Regions from separate parts of the Mus musculus genome. Here region 1 is linked to region 2. Evidence: chromatin contacts called from public HiChIP or PLAC-seq data. All regions are on one chromosome and are shown on one strand. Each heading gives the region's core, a stretch centred on a gene start, on an enhancer-like site or on the middle of the called end of the contact. The rest is flanking DNA. Distances are from core to core; before and after follow the strand shown.

Region 1 (6,800 bases), core at 4,011-6,510, 190 kb before region 2:
GACACAAAACAGAGAAATGCATACATAAAGGACTCTCAGGAACCAGGCAGTGGCTACAACTGAGATAAAAAGCAGCCCTATCTAAAGTCCGCTATTCTAGGAGCCAGGTGAGGGTTTAGCACCCTTGTCACAACTTATGCTATTCCTCTGAGCCTTGTGAAAACTTGCACCAGGGAGTTCTGCTCTTGCTAACCTTTTCATGAACTCTAGTTCCTCCTAAACCACAACCCACCTTCTTCCTAGACGATTGTAAATTCCTGCATATGGAAGTAACTTAGCTGTTATTTTAAGTATCTGTAGGGAACCTCCATTTGTCAGAGGAACTCACCAACTTTGTTCTAATATGTAATGTAGTCTGCATACCTGACTGCAATGAGAATTCTAAGTTTACTTTGTAGAACTTGCCCTGAGATTTCTAGCTCTTATAGAGTAAACTGCAATGCCTGATTTCATTCACTATCAACACTGGAGTCATTTCGTCTGAATAAGTAGCATTCTTATGAAATTCTAAGCACAACGTTGGCTCAACGATTGCCTAGGACATTTGGACACCAGTGGAAGCCAAGAAGCAATGTTTAATCTAACTTACATATTTGTCAAATCATTCCTTGGAGGCACTTATAATAAAACAATACTGAAGGAAAGCACGCAAGACCCTCCATGACTATCACAGGGACAAATCTGAAACATATCTGTGTTACAGGATGCCAAGCCTCCAGGGAACCAGTTTTCATGAAATCTTTTGCCTCAGGACAGCAGCCAAAATTTGGACTTGTCACAGAGACTCCACTGCAGTGGGTGTGGCAATGCCCAGGATCAAAAGATCCCAGGATCCCAGGAGCTTGGTCACACAAGGATCTCAAGGCCCCAAAGGCAGCTTGACTCCTAGGAGCTCAGACACACCCAGGATCTCAGGATAGCAGGATCCCAGAATCACAGGATTACAGAGACAGCTTGACTCGGAGGAGTTCTGACACTACCAGGATCACAGGAAGAACAGGCTCCAGTCAGACATAGCCAGGGCAGGTAGCATTAGAGATAACCCAGATGGGAAGAGGCAAGCATAAGAACATAAGCAACAAAAACCAAGGTTACTTGGTAGCATCAGAATCCAATTCTCCCACCATAGCAAGTCCTGGATACCCCAACACACCCAAAAAAGCAAGATTCAGATCTAAAGTCACTTTTCATGATGATGATAGAGGGCTTTAAGAAAGACATGAATAACTCACTTAAAGAAATGCAGGAGAACACAGGTAAACAGCTAGAAGAACTTAAGAGGAAACACAAAAATCCCTTAAAGAGTTACAGGAAAACACAATCAACCAGGCAAAGGAAAGGAACAAAACCATCCAGGATCTAAAAATGGAACTAGAAACAATAAAGAAATCACAAAGGGAGACAAACCTGGAGTTAGAAAACCTAGGAAAGAGATCAGGAGTCATAGATGCAAGCATCACCAAGAGAATACAAGAGATAGAAGAGAGAATGTCAGATGCAGAAGATACCATAGAAAACATTGACACAACGGTGAAAGAAAATGCAAAAAGCAAAAAGCTCCTAGCCCAAAACATCCAGGAAATCCAGAACACAATGAGAAGACCAAATCCAAGGATAATAGGTATAGAGGAGAGTGAAGCTTCCCAACTTAAAGGGCCAGTAAATATCTCCAACAAAATTATAGAAGAAAACTTCCCTAACCTAAAGAAAGAGATGCCCATGAACACACAAGAAGCCTACAGAACTCCAAATAGACTGGACCAGAAAAGAAATTCCTCCTGTTACATAATAATTAGAACACCAAATGCACTAAACAAAGAAAGAACTTTAAAGGCAGTAAGGGAAAAAGGTCAAGTAACATATAAAGGCAGGCCTAACAGAATTACACCAGACTTCTCACCAGTCTACGAAAGCTAGAAGATCTTGGGCAGATGTCATACAGACCCCAAGAGAACACAAATACCAGCCCAGGCTACTATACCCGGCAAAACTCTCAATCACCATAGATGGAGAAAACAAGATATTCCATGAGAAAACCAAATTTACACAAAATCTTTCCACAAATCTAGCCCTAGAAAGGATAACAGATGGAAAACACCAACACAAGAAGTGGAACTACACCCTAGGAGAAGCAAAAAAGTAATCTTTCAACAAACCCACACAAACAATTCTACCTCTAACAAGAAAATTAACAGGAAGTAACAATCACTTTTCCTTAATATCTCTTAATATGAAAATTAATATTACCAACATATCCTAATCAATTGGAATTCAAAAATATGAGGAATTGAAATTTGTCAGCTGTCATCCCATGGTCTCTCTCTAATCTGGTAATGGGAGAAATAGGTCCAATATTGTACAACCCATATACACTTTCTGCCTGTTGATACATGACAGGGTCTTGCTGTGTGCCACATAATGGTCTTGAAATCATGCTTCTCCTATCTCAGCCTCTCTATTAGTAGGATTGTTTATTTGATGTTTTACACTATACTATGGTTTTCAGAACAGCTTACATATTTCAAAATTATTTATGTAGCCAAAAGAAATGTAGACAATTAATCTGGGAGGTGACCTGTAAGAGAACAGCAAAAAGTAAAACTAAAGGCTTGTTTGATATTTATAATTATTGTATCAATTTTGAAGAAGAGGACTTTATAAGTTACTCTTATTCTGAAATGAATGCTTTTCAAAATCATCACAGCCAATGAACCAGAATCTTATATTCACCTAACTTCTGTGCCACCCTCCAAGCAGGACCATTGTTCATTGAAACAGTTGATAAATGACTTCATGGATAGACCATCTTAATACACACACCATTTCTTAAATGAATATAACCTGTTCCCTGTGGGCTGAGAATGACGACAATCACTCAAGTCAATTAACTTTGACAGTAGCAGGAAATCTGTATCCAAAAATCGTGCCTACAATTCATTCCTTGGTGCAGTAGAACCGTCAACTCTTAGCTTATCTACTATGGAGGTAAAATCCTTTGTTAATGTGAGGGATAGTCAAGTACAGCCCTATTAAAATGACCTCCAATGTCTAAAAACTGTTCTTATTTTATGTTTGTACCACAGTAAGAGCCAAGATTTTAAGCCCTATTAAAAACAAAACAAACAAACAAACAGACTTTATCTATTTATGTTCATTTTAAAAAAAACTAATAGTGATATATTATTTTAAAATATACAATTAATATATTTGGAGTTATTTTAAATTTATATTAAGAAAAACATAGGTATTTTCAGTATTGCTGTAGAGAAACATCTACATAATACTGTTCGACTGATTGTTGTTTTATATCAAACAACTTTTATAATACTCATTTTTATTGTTACAATATTTTATAAATTTTAAAGAATATGATAAAAAAGAAAGAAATCGCAGGGAAGCATCACCCATCCTACTTCAGTAACACAGCTGCCTAACTAGACCCAAAGAATGACAACACCACTGGAGCTGATACATTGAAATGGAACCTCACAGGACCCCATGCTTTGATATAGAACTATAGGAAACCAATAAATAATGGAAGTGAGAGAATTGGTCTTCCCCAGGGATGAACCATCTAATTGATTATCCAGTACCAAGCAGTGCAACAGCCTTAAAACACACACACACACACACACACACACACACACACACACACACACACACACACACTTATATAATTAAATGAATTGAGCAAGTTGTATTTATATATTTAGGCATTTGTGTATATGTGTGTATAACACAGTATATAAGGCCATAATTTGAAGAAAGAGCAAGGGGAAGCATAGGATGGATTGAATAGAGGAAAAATAAGATTGGACATTATATTATTTTAATTAAAATAAGGCTCATAAATCTTACCATTAAAATGTATATATATATATACATCAAAGTCCAGTACAACACGAAACCAAACACTACAAGAAGTACCACAGACAGACCCACAGGCACGAAATAGCCGGCTCGCCACTCCAATATATATATACATTTTATATATATGGAGAGAGAGAGAGAGAGAGAGAGAGAGAGAGAGAGAGAGAGAGAGAGAGAGAGAGAGAGAGAGCGCAAGGAGCTCTCCAGGGTTGTCAGAGAATCTAGCATTCTCTCTTATTTAATTGAAAAGATCAGCAGTAGTGAAGGACCAATAATAGTGGGGTTGATTTCCCTGTTGGTAGTCTTGTCACCCTTAGGGGTAAGACAACGGAATCTGCCTCTGGCTCTATAGCCTCGGGAGGGGCCATGTGCCAGCTTTGAGGCCCCTGTGCCAGCCCCACCCCCTTCATTCCTGAAGTTGTGGTACTTCCTCCTTGGAAAGCATGGGTGGGGCTAAAGCTGGCGCAGCCAGGGGGGACTCTGGCACAGCTGGGGTTGGGCTTGTAGAGGTGCTGGCACAGCTGGTCCCAGTGGGAATGCTGGTGCTGCTGGGGTTTGGGTGGTAGGCGGTAGGATAGAACTTCCTCTGGCATACTCTCCTGTAAAATGGGGCAAAGAGATGCAAGAGACTTAGGAACTTCCCACATCTGTTCTTCTGTCACCAGGGCCGACACTGTTCCTAGTGGTGTAGAAGCATTAGTTAGAGGGAAGAGGAAGGGTTTAACGCATGGTGGTGGATTAGAAACCAAGTCCTTCCAAACCACTATATAGGGGACTTGATCCAGATGTCCCTGCGCCTTTTGCTAATACCGTGGGGAGGTGAAAGGTCCCTTCTGGTGGTCACCTGACTGTACATTTCTTGTTCACATCTATGGAGATTGTGAGCTCTAGTTCTCACTTCCTTAAAGTGAGCTAAAACAATGTTGAAGGGGGAGGAGTCAGCCTGTCCCATATCATCCATCAGAGTCCAGTACAACACGAAACCAAACACTGCACGAAGTACCACAGACAGACCCACAGGCACGAAATAGCCGGCTTGCCACTCCAAGCACTAGGACTCAGACTCTCGCCTTGGAAAGTGGAAGTGAGGTGAGTAAGAAAGTAGATTGTGCTGAGACCCTTCCTCGAACACAGATTCCTCCCTATGAAGGTAACTGTCAAGCTTGCAGGATCAGGGACATCTCCGCAGTGACCTTCTAGCAAGTCCGCTCTAGTCACCCTTCTGCGGAGTATACTGACGCCTCGAGGCTGTTCCAACAGAACTAACAGAACAAATGCAAACAGTACAAGAACACTGACACTCACAATTTATTGGCTGGCACTAGACTCTCCGGATTGCAGATTCCAGAGATCTGCAAAGGTGAAAAGGGGAATTACAATATTCTGGCACAAGGCTGGGCACTCTTTGTTTACCCTCTCCAAAGGCCAGGGCATCTATGAAGGGAGAAGGGAAGGAGAGCTCACCTTTCTAGCCCTGCACAGCAGTAGGGAAGTGCAGAGGCTAGCTTCCCCTGTCTCTTTAGCAACTTCCAGTGATGAGTTTGAGCCTGTGGCAGTTTATCATTACTCACAGACTTTTGAAGTTTATACCTATTAATGGATCTGGCCTCCAGTCTCTGCTTCTCTGCCCTCTACTATGTGAGAAATGAACACCTTCAGCTCTCACTACCTGGGGCTTAGCTAATCCTATTAATACTTTTCCTGTCATGATAGACTGATAACTCCTGAAAACCAGGAAGCAAAATAAGCTCTTTTTACATTTTCTTGTCACAGGTCATTTCTTTTTTTCAAGGAAGAGCAAACTAATAAAAATCAAGAACAAATGCTTTTTTACAGAACATAAATACATCTTTTAGAATTAAACTCTTTTAGAATAATGGAATACTTTAACTGGTAATTATGTATAAGAACTATAGTTAATAAATTTGGAGTCTACGAGCTTAAATTGTTGTTGGTGGTGGTCCTCTAACTAGTGCCAAGGATGAAAAGAGGGAGGGAGGAAGGAGGGGGTGATAAAATCTCTGTGATGGGAAGGAGCAGTAGAGACCTCATACTTAATTCGGCATCTCAACACTGTCACATATATAAACAGGCTTCAGACACAAGAACCTGTAAGAGAACAAAACTGTAATCAACAAGTTATTTCATGTACTGTTTCTGATTTGCAGTTCATCTGGGTAGTAGAACCATCTAGATGTTCATAGTTGCATCTGGAACTCTGCTAGCAATCACATTTTTAATACTGAATGCAGTTGGGTATGATCGAACAGGCATACAATCCCAACATTTGAGAGGCAGAAGATTCCAGCATGGCTAAGGGAAGCCTGTTCTGCACAGTGAGTTCCAGGAAGGCCAAGGCTGTGTACCAAGTCTTTCTCAAACCCTGTCCTCAACAGACTGAATGCTGAGTGACAGATGAACTAGTCACTCAGGTGCACAGCTGTACAAGGGGCTAGCACCTCTGGATGACAGATCTTTCCACTGTTCCGAGTATATAAGAATGTTATTCACTCCATGGGCCCATGGAAGGAGTTACAGAGACAAAGTTTGGAGCTGAGATGAAAGGATGGACCATGTAGAGACTGCCATATCCAGGGATCCACCCCATAATCAGCATCCAAACGCTGACACCATTGCATACACTAGCAAGATTTTATTGAAAGGACCCAGATGTAGCTGTCTCTTGTGAGACTATGCCGGGGCCTAGCAAACACAGAAGTGGATGCTCACAGTCAGCTAATGGATGGATCACAGGGCTCCCAATGGAGGAGCTAGATAAAGTAGCCAAGGAGCTAAAGGGATCTGCAACCCTATAGGTGGAACAACATTATGAACTAACCAGTACCCCGGAGCTCTTGACTCTAGCTGCATATGTATCAAAAGATGGCCTAGTCGGCCATCACTGGAAAGAGAGGCCCATTGGACTTGCA
Region 2 (6,702 bases), core at 1,972-4,471:
GCCGGCGAGCACCAGCACCCCGAGAAGAGGCTAGCCGGTCGTGGAGGGCTTCAGCGGAGGAAGAACGGCCCACAACAGCGGCAGGCACTAATCTGCACCGCTTGGTTGGTAGTGGAGCCACCGGGGCTGGTGGGTGTGGCAAGACAGCTGCTCACAAGTGCTGCAGCTTTGTTTTCTGTCGGGCAGGTTTGGGAGCTCCGGGAGAGACTTAGCCGAGTACGGGGCTTCTGGGCTGGACTGCCTGTAACCGTATGTGGGGACTCCCGCATGGCGGCAGATCTCTCACAGGAGACGGCACCCTGCTGGACTGGAGTTGGGAGAGGCCGGTGAGTCTCGGGCTCAGGCGGCTATGGGAGTCTGGAAGGAGGGAAGGCTGCAGCCGGAGCCCTCGGGGTGCTGTGCTCTCAGGTATATGTCGCCTGTGGTCGTGGGCTCCTTGAATGAGCAGCTCCACAACCCGGAGTTGGATACTTCGAGTCCCGATGTCCCGACGCGGAGGCGGAGGCTACATCTCCGAGCAGCTACTGCTCGAATGAAGGCGGCTGCGCTGGGTCAGGATCTTGACATGCATGATGCGGGTGAGGCTCAGAAACTCACTCTGCAAGGCCCCTTGACCCAGGCCCTGGTCCATTGCTTCCCAAGTCCCGCCCACTAACCTCCATCTGACTGCTATGAGCCAGCTCTGGAGCCCAGCCCATTGCCTCTCAAGTCTCATCTTGCTCTTGGAACTTCCCATTGCTCCTTGACACCACCCCAACTGTGCTTCCACTCCTGCCCATCCCCCTTCGAGGCCCACACATTGCCCCACTAGCCACCCTTCCACCCCTCATCCCCGCCCCACATTAATTAGCTTCATTCTTTTCTATTCACTTAAGCCTTAAGTGCCTGTCTCAAAGGTCTCCATCCTTGACTGTGGTGGGAGACACAAACATTCCTACAGAGAACACTGAGGAAACTTATTGTAAAGAACTGGGGGCAGGGAAGCTAGCTGTGCTGTCACTGGGCTGCCCCACCTCCACCCCACCCCCACCCGTGAAATTAACCAAAAAGAGAACCAAGCACATCCAACTTTTCTTAGGTTGGCTCCCAACTCCTCCTCCCTCCCCATCCCCCTTTCTCTACCTTTGTTTTCTGGCTTCTTGTCTGCTTGCCATCCCCATCGACTCTTTTTTTTTTTTTCTTCTGCTCTGTCTTTTCCAGTCTCCTTGCCTTCTCCCATCTCCTTGTCTGGTGTGTGATTATGCGTTTCCTTCCTGGTATTCCTGTCACCGCTCACAGTTGTGTGTCCTTCTCTTGCCTCTCTGAATCTCCTTTTTTTATATTAACTATACAAAGTAATAGATTTCATTTTGACATTTTCACGCATATATATGAAAATGTGCTTATGGTTTATCTCAGTTTCCATTTGAAATCTCTTGCTCTTCCTTCCTACCATCTACCTCTGATCCTCTCCATCTACACAGATGAAGATGCCAGTGGCTCTGGAGGGGGACAGCAGTATGCAGACGACTGGAAAGCTGGGGCAGTGCCTGTGGTTCCCCCAGCCAGGCCTCCAAGGCCACCTCGTCCTCCTCGAAGGGACGGTCTTGGAGTGAGAGGAGGAAGTGGCAGTGCCAGATACAACCAGGGCCGAAGCAGGAATCTGGGGTCATCTGTTGGCCTCCATACCCCACTTGTCCTCCTCCTCCTTCCCTCAGCCCTGACCCTGCTTGTACTTCGATAACGAGGGAGGGGCGCCCTAGCATCAAAAGGCTTAGTGGCTCTTTTTCTTCCACCTCCCTCAGCCAGGCATGAGGAGGAGTGGAAGGGGGCTACAGAGAGGGCAGAAAGGGACTTTGTGGGTGAATGGCTGGGGCCCCAAATCCAGGAGTTTCCAATTAATGGGGTGGGAGGTAGATGGGTTTCATAATATTTATTTTTTCATTTGGGAACTGGGGATATTTATTTAGGAAGGATGGTTCAGCTCTTTTAAATCTTTGGGCTCACTGATGGGGTGGGGGGTGGGACACGGGGTTGAAGGAACTTGAAAGTGGGGAGGAATGGTACTATTGGCATGGGGGTACCTGGTATTGAAAATGGACACATAAACTAGCTGAGAGTGATGTCACTTGCCTGTAAACCCATTATTCTTTGGGATGCTGAGGCAGGAGGATTGAGAGTTAGGGACTAATAAAGCTAGGTGCTGACAGTAGAACAGGAAGGAGGGTAGAACCTGAGTTTTGTTGCCTCTTTTAAAATCATCTGCTTCTTAAGTATGGGGCGGGGGGAGGGACCCATCTAGCGACCTTTGCCATCCACATCCATCACAAACTTCCACTTCATATTTCAGTGTTCATATCAGTGTCTATTGGTAAATAAAGAATTTATTGGACCACGTGTATGGCTCTCTGTGTGTGTATGTGTGTGTGTGTGTGTGTGTTTGCGTGCCCGCACACACTCCCAGAGACCAGAGGAGGACGTGTTTTGCTATATCTCTCTGCCTTATTCCCTGGAGAGACTGGCATTCTGGCTAAAGCGGATGCTAGGCTGGCAGCCAGAACGCTCCAGTGATCCTTTTATCCTCCCATATCACTGGAATCACAGGGAAGATGTGCTTGTGACCGAGCCCAGTGTCTTTACATGGCTATAAGGGATCTGAACTTGGGTCCGCACGCGTGTGCAACAAGTGCTTTTCCTCCAGTCTATGTTTCCCTGGGCATCTGTAACTGGCCCAATTTCTACCTGCTTCTTGCCTCTTGGAGTCTGTCACTTGGGAGCAAGCAGCTCTAAAGAACAACCCCGTATTTCCCAAGCCTGAGGTCTGAGTATCTTAATATATTAAAAAACAATTTGGAGATCAAACAAATTACATGAGGAAGTCCCTGTAAAATGTGCAGAACACCAGGCCTCCTTAGATTACACACCACTGCTCCTGCCTTCAGGGCAAGAGCTGCTCTTCTTGGCAGCCTCTCTGTCTCTCTCCCTGTCTCTTCACCTGAATAAATCTCTTGTTTTGTGGAAAGCCAAAAGAAAAAGATGTAATTGATTCCTACTTGAAAGGAGGGTAGAAGTGACATCTTTCAAAGGCAGTCTAGGCGATCTTTCCCCAGCGGACTGGTAAAGGGGCAGGGAGGGGAAGAGACCCAGAGAGACTGATCAATGCCCAAGCAAGCAAGTGGCTGCTTGGACCGGCGGGACAAAGGGAGGAGAGGGGGAGGAGTCTGGGTGCTGAGAAAAGTTTGTGGGGCAAGTTGATCCAAGGAGCCGGGCGGTGGCTGGGGAGCCTGACCTGGTTTTTTCTGACTGCTCTCCTTATGGCCTGGTGAGTGCCTAAAGAAGCTGAGGCTGGAACCGGTGGAGGGACCTTTGAATTTCTGGAAGGAGACTTGAGGGGTTCACAGAAGACCCTTAACAAAGGACTGAAGACAGATGCAGCACTCACCAAAACTTCAGAGGGAGAGCTGGGATGAGGAGCTCGAGGTGGATGGTAGGATATCGAGTTTAGCCCGGATAGAGGAGTGAGTTCTCGGCTGAATCCTAGGGGCTGTGCTCCGGGGAGGGAGTTAGGGAGGGAGCTAGGGATACTGCCAGAAGGAGGCGGACCTCTGGATAGCAAGCTTGGATTCTTTCCGTTTGGGTCAGCCTGGCTAGTTCTGGAAAGGAGGCTGTTTAAGAATGTCGGGAGGACCTTGATCTTTGATTATAGGGTGTGATCTGAAAAAAGGGAGTTATACTCCAAATTGATCAGGAAGCTTAAGGCCGGAAAAGAAGAATCAATTAATCAAAACCCCCCTCCTTTTCTGCTTGCCGCCTGTGCTGGTAACTAGGATTATGAAGTGAGATGGGGTGTATATGGGGACTCTGTAGACCCACATCTCCATCAGCCCCTTTTAGTCCTTAGGGTCTTCCATGTACTGAGCAGGTAGCAGCCTTGCCAGCAGGAACAGTGGCTCACCACGCACTCCTCTAAGTCCACCGCCCCCGTCCCTCCTGGGTTACCCAACCTGTTCCTATCTGGTCCTCCATTCCTTCCTAAAGTTTCTCCCTGTACTAGCTACAGAAGAAGGGGGGCTCTTCATTCCTATTTGTGATTGACAGAGAGACTCAGAAGGCAGCCAGGACCAGGCTTGACAGTGAGTCCAGGTTATCATCATGAGCCAACAGGTTCAATCTCATTTACTGTCTGTTTCATTTGAGATCTGGGTCCTGGCTTTATCTCCTTCCCTGTTAAATGTCCAGTGCTTAAAGGGGGGTGAGTACAATTGAAGAGCCAGGAAGTGGCAGTGGACAAACAAGGTTGGCAGCAAAAGGAAGAGATGCCAGGTTATCTACAAGGTTCCAGTATAAAGAAGGTATACACACACACACACACACACACCAGGCTACTCCCCATCCCTGCCTCAGGTCTAAGAAGAAAAGCTCCTTAGACTCCTCTCCTTCCCCCTCATTTCCCTTCTAGACGCTGACAGAGGCAAAATTCTGCTAACTCAGGGGGCAGACTCAACCAGGGCTGCAAGGAGGCCTGGGGAATGATCCCCTGATCTCCAAAAGGTGCCTTCCACGGCTGTACAGCCATCTCCAGCTCTCTCTGCCACTCATGGCTCTTGGCCCTGGCTCTGTCCCCATTTAATGTCACTTCCCTTGTGACACATGGGCCCTCTGTCTCCTGCCAGGACCATGAGGCTCTGGAGGCCTCGGAGCCTGGGGGTGGCTCTGGGAGTCTTCATGACCATTGGATTTGGCCTCCAGTTCCTGGGGGGATCATTCCAGAGGAGGTGAGTCCCTAGCCTGTCCTACCTCTCTGACTATAAACCCCACCCCCACAACCTACTTTTCCTTGATCCTACCTGGGAATGTGACTCTTGGGGGTAAATCCTCAGGGGTGGGGGTGGGCGTTCCTACTGTCTATTCATTACAAGGACCCACCTGCTCCACACAATGCTAAGGGACAGGACATTTCCCTCCCTATCTTTTTTTTCCAGACTACCTGGACTGCAGCTCCGACAGTCCTGGGTCCCTTCACTGGGATCAACTGTTAAGTCTTGCCTACCCCGACAGCGACTTGTGTTCTTGAAGACACACAAATCTGGGAGCAGCTCTGTGCTCAATCTCCTTCATCGCTATGGGGACCAGCAGGGGCTACGTTTTGCCCTGCCTGCCCACTACCAGTTTGGCTACCCAAAGCTTTTCCAGGCTTCTAAGGTCAAAGGCTACCATCCCCAGAGTGCGGATACTCAGAAGCCTTTCCATATCCTCTGCCATCACATGAGATTCAACCTCAAAGAGGTGAGGAGGTCTAGCGAGGGCAGGCTAGGGAAGAGAATGCCTCAGGCCTGTGGCCAAGATCTGGAAGAGAGGGGTTCCATGCCATGGTTTGGGGGTTCACTCAAAAGTTGGACCCTGGGGCATAAAGGTGAGGTCTCCTATTGCTCTTCCTACAAATGTCCTTTCTCTGGGGCAGGTGTGGTGTTGGGAGCCAGGGTCTTCTCTTAACTGGGATTTGTGTGTGGAGGGTACAAGTGCTTATGGAAGCCAGAGGTCAATCCCACATGTGTTTCTCAGTCACTCTACATCTTAGTTTTTGAGACAGGGTCTCTCACTGAACCTGGAACTTGCTCATTCAGCTAGACTGACTGGCCAGTGAGCCCCTAGGACCCTGCCTCCATCTCTCCTAGTGCTGTAGTTATGTGTAAGCACCATGTTTGAGACTTCTCATCAGTGTGTGTTCAGTTCTCAACAAAATAAAGAATAGTTGGACTTTTAGAATTCCACAACTGGAGAAGTTGAGACAGGATGCAACTGGAGGTCAGACTAGGGGTGTAGCACAGTTGACAGAGTTCTTGCCTAGCATGCAGAAAGCCCTGGGCTCAATTCTTAGCACCACATAAACCAAGTGTGGTGGTACACACTTTTAATCCCATGACTCAGGAGGGCAGAAGGATCACGAGTTCAAAATAACAAAACAGTTTAAGGCCAGGCTGAGCTGCATGGCCAGACCTCTCTCTCAAAAACAAACAACAACAAAAAGAGACCCCCCCAACTCTGAACTTCCCCCAACAAAATTTTCTTATGTGAGAGATAGTACATTCTCTCACAAGCTTAAACAAGTAAACGCTTGTCTGAAAGAAAATTAAGCACACCAGCACTGGGTGTGGCGTCTCACACTATAACCCTAGCATCATGAGGGGTAAGGAGAACTTAGAGGAACAGAGAAAGATTGCTGTGGTGGGCAAGGAACTCAAAGGAGTTATCAGATGGGGGTTACAAGTGAAGACTTACTATGCATGCAGCTTTCTCCTCCGTGTGCGTGTGTGTGTGCGTGTGTGCATGTGTGTGTGCATGTGTGTGTGCATGTGTGTGTGTGCATGTGTGTGTGCATGTGTGTGTGTGCATGTGTGTGTGCATGTGTGTGCATGTGTGTGTGTGTCCCCTTCTGTATGTGGCTCATGTAGCTCAGACTAGCTTCAAACCTACTAGGTAACTGAGGATGATCTTGAAGTCCTGCCTCGTCTCCTGAGTTCTGGGTACAGGTATGCACCATAATTATCAGTTTATGCAGTGTAGGGGACAGAACCCAGCACTTGGTGCATGCTAGCTAAGCACTCAACAAAGTGAGCTAACTCTCTTCAGCTCGGAAAATCTTTAGGGGGAAACCTTTTTTTTGTTGTTTTGTTTTGTTTTTTGAGAAAGTTGCCATTATGAGCTTAGAATGTCCTAGAACTT

The links. HiChIP or PLAC-seq counts read pairs in DNA pulled down with a chosen protein or histone mark.
Region 1: an H3K27ac HiChIP or PLAC-seq map of embryonic stem cells shows a contact between it and region 2, with 2.7 times the contacts expected there. The contact joins the enhancer-like site here to the promoter of Gal3st4 in region 2. A contact is called at or near these places in 11 of 39 promoter capture datasets (the 3T3-L1 cell line, 3T3-L1-derived adipocytes, the C10 cell line and 7 more), 5 of 484 Hi-C or Micro-C datasets (B cells, Kupffer cells, bone marrow-derived macrophages and 2 more), 9 of 115 datasets of contacts at active chromatin or transcription factors (bone marrow-derived macrophages, embryonic forebrain, embryonic stem cells and 2 more) and 1 of 9 other capture datasets (liver).

The regions. Positions count from the first base shown.
Region 1 is chr5:138,462,046-138,468,845 of GRCm38.p6, reverse strand. No RefSeq gene overlaps it. Among named protein-coding and RNA genes, the nearest start is that of Zfp157, 24 kb to the right of the region's middle. Within about 2 kb of position 5,260, at least 10 of the 459 cell types and tissues checked have an H3K27ac peak or open chromatin away from gene starts, as enhancers often do. A contact at or near this core is called in embryonic stem cells, where this site is marked.
Region 2 is chr5:138,269,331-138,276,032 of GRCm38.p6, reverse strand. It overlaps Gal3st4 (galactose-3-O-sulfotransferase 4), which reads left to right and starts at 3,221. Exons shown (of 4, transcript NM_001347507.1): 1 at 3,221-3,301; 2 at 4,653-4,754; 3 at 4,962-5,265. The coding sequence starts at 3,294. Gpc2 (glypican 2 (cerebroglycan)) reads left to right here. Exons shown (of 10, transcript NM_172412.2): 7 at 1-104; 8 at 187-326; 9 at 409-578; 10 at 1,464-2,373. The coding sequence ends at 1,723. It also overlaps a transcript of Stag3 not described here.